Regions from separate parts of the Arachis hypogaea genome. Here region 1 is linked to region 2. Evidence: chromatin contacts called from public Hi-C data. All regions are on one chromosome and are shown on one strand. Each heading gives the region's core, a stretch centred on a gene start, on an enhancer-like site or on the middle of the called end of the contact. The rest is flanking DNA. Distances are from core to core; before and after follow the strand shown.

Region 1 (3,330 bases), core at 308-2,807, 210 kb after region 2:
ATGATGTGCACACATGGAATACCAAACGAATCCATCCGCATACACGTGCAGCTAAAGCTGTTGGAAATAGGCTCCCTACAGACCTGCCAGGTCATGTTAGGCCTCCGATACTTTTGGATAGTATATATATGCGGGTGCACTGTTTCATTAATTTCAGATATTCTCACACGGACACAACGTTTCAGGCTTTCCTGAAATCTAACGAACATCTCACGAGTGAACTTGGTCCACCCTGACTTTTCCAACTCAACAAACTCGGTTTGTAAAATAAGTGTACCATACCAAGAGTGAAATTCCAGCTCATCCTCGTTGTCCCAAAGAAAATCGACACACCTCTAAAAATTTGTAACAAATTCCAACACACCATACCTGCTCTCAACAAACCTCCCATGTTTGGCGTAGAGTGATTCGCACCTAGAAGTTGTCCGTACCCCAGCTGTTGCCCATGTGTACTTTTTCACATACAAGTCCTTCACCCAGTCAACGTCGCCAACACCATACTCATGGATCATGGAGGCCCAATGCGCTTCAAACTCATCAATTTCCATATCATCCAACATGCAATGTCGAAATAGTTGTGTGAATCCCGGGTCACAGATGTTCGATGTTGCATTTCTAAAAAAAGATGCCAAGTGCATAACCGATGATGCGCCTCAAGAAAAACCGACTGAATCGCCAACTGCATGGCTGGGTCACCATCGGTGACAACAGATTGCGGTGCCTTTCCTTGCATGCATTCCAAAAATTGCTGAAGGACCCAAATGTAAGATTCATGTGACTCGCATGAAACCATGGCCGTTCCAAAAACGTAGGTCTAGTTGTGGTGGTTTACTCCGGAGAACACAACAACAGGGAGGTTATACTTGTTACGACCGTACGTAGCATCAAATGCTAGCACATCGCCGAACACGGAATAATCTTCCTGACAACGACCGTCGCTCCAAAACAAGTTGCACAGGTGTTGGCCTACCCCCACCTTATACCTCCAAAACATTCTCTCATCCATATGTGCCAGACCTTCCAAGTACCTTATAGTTGCATTTACGTCCCCACCCTAGAGCCCTCGTTGCTTCCGTACCTCATTATACATATCTTGCTTTGTAAATGTAACCAGGTTGAAACTCACAAGTTGTGGTGCAAATGACTTATAAATCTTTGGAATGCTAATCCCAATCTCCCTCATGCTTGTTAGCTGAGCAACTTCTACCTCAGATATCTTCCTATGTGACCGTAGATAATCCACAAGCTTGCCGAACGCTAGTTCATGATTATGCTCCTCGACGAAACGCGACACGTACCACTTCCCACTACCGTCTTTCCGCTTTATCCTCATCTCGGCAAGACATCTGCATCGGGTTACAACCTTATGATCCCTTTTGCGATCAACCTTTTCCAACAACTTCTTCTCTTGAAACCCTTGCCTGTTACAAACGAACATGTACCTCACAATCTCACTGAAAGTGTTTCTAACCGTCTTATCGCGCATTGAGGAAAAGCCCTTTAGTCGGCTGTAGTTGTTATAGAAGCTGCTTGCCTCCTCAGGTGTAGAAAACTCCATTTCAAGGATATGTTCGGCTCGCAACCCTTCCAAACCCAAAAAACCCTACACAGTTGAAGCCCCATGACGTTAGGGATTTTTGCTAGTAAATAATTTTATAAAAATAGTCGCATTGTAGATATAGATTCTAAACCAACAGAAATCCCTTCGTGCAAACGTTTTGGTTGTCACAAGTAACAAACCCCTAAATAAATTGATAACCGAAGTATTTAAATCTCGGGTCGTCTTCTCAAGGAACTACAGGGAAGTATGTTCTTATTATCGATTATGGAGATTGTAAATCGGGGTTTTGAAGATGAGGAGTAAGTAATTTAAATTGCAATTGAAATAAGTAAAAAGACTGTAAAGCAAATAAATAACTGTAAAATAAACTTTTGGCAAGGTATGAGAAATTAGAAGTCCTATCCTAGTTATCCTTATCAATGATGATGAAAATTGAATCTTAATTCCACTTAGTTAGCCTTTACTTAAAGTAAAGAAAAGTCAAGTGACTAATTAGTTAGATCTTCAAATCCTAGTTAATCCCTAAGGAAAGATTGGGATTATTGAAGTTCAATTCAATTAGCAAAGATAACAATTATCAATCATGTTTGAGTTTGATAACTCCTGAGTTACTGATTTCTTAACCAAGACCAAAAAGGAAAAAGTAAATCTACCGGAATAAAAATGTCTTCAGATTGGAAGCAACAGTAATATAAATAAAAGAGAGCAATAATAAACTGAAATACCACAAATAACATTAATCAAAAGAATAATCTGTAACATAGAAGAATTCATAAATTAAATTGAGAAAATAAATAAAAAGGAATATTGAACCTGTGATGAAGAAGAAATAATCCTAAATCCTAAAACTAAATCCTAAGAGAGAGGAGGGAACCTCTCTCCCTAAAAACTACATCTAATCCTAAAATTGTGAATTATGAAAGCATGTTATCATGAATGAATGGATTCTCCCACTTTATAGCCTCTAATCTGTATTTTCTGGGCCGAGAACTGGGTCAGAAACAGCCCAGAAATCGCTGGAGAAGAAATCTGCCACGCTGATTTTCGGAACTGCGACGTGTCCGCGTGGAGCACGCGTTCGCGTCGCCTAGTGTTAGGGCAACTATGGCATATTATATATCAAATCGAAGCCCCGGACGTTAGCTTTCCAACGCAATTGGAACCGTGTCATTTGGACCTCTGTAGCTAAAGTTATAGCCGTTTGAGTGCGAAGAGGTTAGGCTGGACAGCTTAGCAATTTCTCCAACTTCTTGTATTCCTTCCACTTTTGCATGCTTCCTTTCCATCCTTTGAGCCATTCCTGCCTTGTAATCTCTGAAATCACTTAACACACATATCAAGGCATCTAATGGTAATAAGAGAGGATTAAACATAGGGAACTTAAGGTCAAAGAAGCATGTTTTCAATCAAAGCACATAACTAGGAAGGCAAATGTAAAACCATGCAAATAGTATGAATAAGTGGGTAAAGAGTTGATAAAACCCACTCAATTGAGTACAAGATAAACCATAAAATAGCAATTTATCAACTTCCCCACACTTAAACAATAGCATGTCCTCATGCTAAGCTCAAGAGAAGCTATAAAGGAATGAAGAGGAAAGTAAGAATGCATGAAATGCAACCTATCTGTATGAATGCAACTACATGCAAAGTGTTTCTACCTACTTGGTTAAAAGTAAATAAATTCTCCAAGAATAAATATGAACTGGAATTCACTAATTCAAATCATAAAAATGAAGTACAAGTGAACTTGCAGAAGAAAATAGCTC
Region 2 (3,280 bases), core at 297-2,796:
TATTTTTCATCCGAGACGAGAAATCCGACAGTTAATTAGCCGTACAGAAACCGTAGAGGACCATTTTCACTGAGAGGATCATACAGCTTGCCATGGAAGGGAGCACGCATGGTTGGAAGAAGGCAATAGGAAAGCAGAGGTTCAGAAGCAACAAAGCATCTCCAAACGCTTATCTGAAATTCCCACCAATGAATTACATAAGTAACTTTATCTTATTTTATGTTTTATTTATCTTTTAATTATTAAAACCTTATAACCATTTGAATCCGCCTGACTGAGATTTACAAGGATGACCATAGCTTGTTTCAAGCCGACAATCTCTGTGAGATCGACCCTTACTCACGTAAGGTATTACTTGGACGGCCCAGTGCACTTGCTGATTAGTTGTGCGGAATAATGGAAAATGTGAATCATGATTTTCCACACCACATGTACCTCAAGAATGTGTAGGATCATACCAATTTTAATAGAATAAGACTACTCATTTAATGAATTCATTCGGACATTTTAACTCCAAAATTTACTTCAACATCCCAAACCAATCACATTTACCTTTACTGTCATCATTTTGTCTTTTCACCATGGTCTGATTCGTACAACTTCCCTATTATTTTATCGTGGATCGAGTATTATTGTAGAATATTCACGTTCACTATAAGCGTACGATATAAATAAATCAAGAAATTATGCTAAGAGATAAAACAGTTAAAAAAAGGTATTTACTCGAACCCTACAACCTACATATGATATAAACAAAGCCAGAAATTGTGCCACAGTTTATGCCAAAATTTCCTCATACAATTTGTAAGCATCGTAATTAATGTTAGTTAGCATACATCATTTAGATTATTATTATTATTGCACTAAACAAATAATAAATAGACTATATTATGGAAATTATCTCATAATTTCATCTTGCAATATATAATTTAATAAAATGTGAATGTGAAGAGATGGTTTCGTCATCGTGACCATTTTCTCAAGATAAAAGTAAATATTGATTAATTTATTAGGGACTGTCATTGCTAATTTTATTTTTTTTTTTAAAAAGACAAAACGGTAACTTATTTCTCTGTTTACCAACGACAACAATGCCATTACGAAGTTTTATTGAAAAATAAAAATTAGTAAAAAATTAAAATGGTACCAATGACCACAACATCAATACAATAATGTCCTAAATATTTATATCATTGGTTGACTATCTTAGAGATGACTTGACTGCCATTTTTCGTTCTTTATATTATGAGAAAGTATGAGGAGCCAATATATATTTTATACAATGTATACAATGGATTAAATTGAAATTAAAATTAAATTGTGGACAATTAATTAATTGTGAATTATTTTTAATTTAAAATTTGAAACAAATTAGAATTAGAGTCAGTTATAGAATCAAAACAATGATCTCCCTCTCTCAATACGGTGTTACCTCCATCAACTCCATTTCTTATTAGATCTCGCCGGTGCTTCAGCCGCAACAGTCACCGCCTGCCGTCGGACTCTCTTCCGACCGGCGTCGTCGTCCGCACATACCCTCGCCCAGCACCACGTTCCCGTCGTGTGGTCGATTTTCGCGGCATCGCAGCAACCTGGACGTCCAGCGAGGACAGCGCACAGCCGGTGTGTGCCTTCTTCCCGATTTCGACGTCGCAATTAAAAGGGGTCTCAAGTGTGCTTTCTTTTTCACCCCATCACCCCGCCGGAGTTCATTAACGGAGTGCAATGTGGTTGAATCGTCGGTAATGAGATTTCATCAAATCCACATAAAAACGTAGCCAACCATCTCATCGTTGAGGGTGAGCAATCGAATAAGGTGAGCAACTTACGTTCAACACATTGATAATGGATAGTTATTTTTCAAATGATTTGGAAGTTTAGACTCAATGCAAGTGGCGTGTTTAATTTTATGTTTAATGCTTACCCAGATGCATCACAAACATTCATGATTCAACCAAATTTGTGATGGTTTTATATTGATAGTATTCTTATTTGTATGGGGAATTTGTATAAATAAATTAACCATGGCATATTGATTTGTCTATGGATGAAACTACCTCTTTTTTGGACTATCTTCTGTGAATATAAGAATTTATATAACCAAATTTGAATTGCATGTATAAACATGATAGTTGACTATATTTGGAGACGTTGCTACTCAATAAGTAATCACTCATGTTCCTTTGCATGATGCCCATAGGTCCCCTGAAACCTTAGTAGTGGTGTATCTTGAATTTGAGTTACAGCTAATGGTATTATATTTAGGAAGGATATATTTGAAACTGAAAATTAAAAAGGCAAGAGTTATCAATTGATGGGATACCTAATTTGCTTCCTGTATGTTAGGATTAGAATATATGTATATAGTTATACATGATAGTCAATGAATAAAAAAAGTAACTCTAGCATCATTGGCTCTGAAATTGAGGACTAAACTATGTGTATGGTAGTTGTATCTACTGCATGTTCAGCTATGTGATGTACAGTGTCATTGGAAAAGAGAATATATAGTAGTTAAAATACTTATATAATAGGTATTATGAAATAATTAATTCAATTACTATAATTGTCATTTGCATGCATTTGTTTTTAAGCTAAAATTGTTAGGATGATTGACTTGAATTCTATTTTTTGTCGTATTTTTTGTGCTGGTTAGTGAGGTTTTATGTACATGATATTTAATAAGGATTTATCTTATTATGTTTTTTTTTTGGATTTCTACGTTTATTTTGGAATTGTAGGCTATGCAATTGTCGGATGTGACTGAGGTTGGAAGTGATGAGATAAATCTTGGTTACGAGGTTTGGACTCTAGTTTAATTTTGTGTAGTCATGATCCGCATGTTTGATTTGATCATTAATGGCATTGAGGAAAAACAAGAATGCCTCCCCGGTACATGTTTGTATCAATCTGACCTTGCACGGTTATTTGGTATAGTACTATGCTAGAAGTTAATTGTTGTTATTTTTTGTGTTGTGTATATGGGTGTTCATGGTTCAGTTTTTTCATAAACTGAACTGAAACTGCACTAAACCATTTTAAATAGTTTAGAAACTGAACCAAACTACTTTGTCAAATAAGAAACTGGTTTTAAACCAGTTTACAATACAGTGCACCAGTTTAAACCAGTTCATAAAAATAAAACCAGTTTTAATAGAAAAAACCAGTTTAAACTGGTTTATAGGTTAAAACTAGTTTTAACTTTTAACATATATAAAATTAGTTTTTACATTTTCTCTCTCTTCCTCTCTCTCTCTCTCCCTCTCTCCCCTCTCTCTCT

Evidence for each region. A called contact is a pair of places that touch in the nucleus more often than the background predicts.
Region 1: a Hi-C map of leaf shows a contact between it and region 2, with 2.7 times the contacts expected there. The contact joins the promoter of LOC112785541 here to the enhancer-like site in region 2. A contact is called at or near these places in 2 of 8 Hi-C or Micro-C datasets (both in leaf).

What each region holds. Positions count from the first base shown.
Region 1 is chr20:17,965,792-17,969,121 of arahy.Tifrunner.gnm2.J5K5, forward strand. It overlaps LOC112785541 (protein FAR1-RELATED SEQUENCE 5-like), which reads right to left and starts at 1,558. Exons shown (of 5, transcript XM_025829003.1): 1 at 1,079-1,558; 2 at 833-922; 3 at 669-748; 4 at 432-615; 5 at 1-335. The coding sequence starts at 1,558.
Region 2 is chr20:17,758,680-17,761,959 of arahy.Tifrunner.gnm2.J5K5, forward strand. No RefSeq gene overlaps it. Among protein-coding and RNA genes, the nearest start is that of LOC112784488, 6.6 kb to the right of the region's middle. Within about 2 kb of position 1,547, at least 1 of the 3 cell types and tissues checked has open chromatin away from gene starts, as enhancers often do.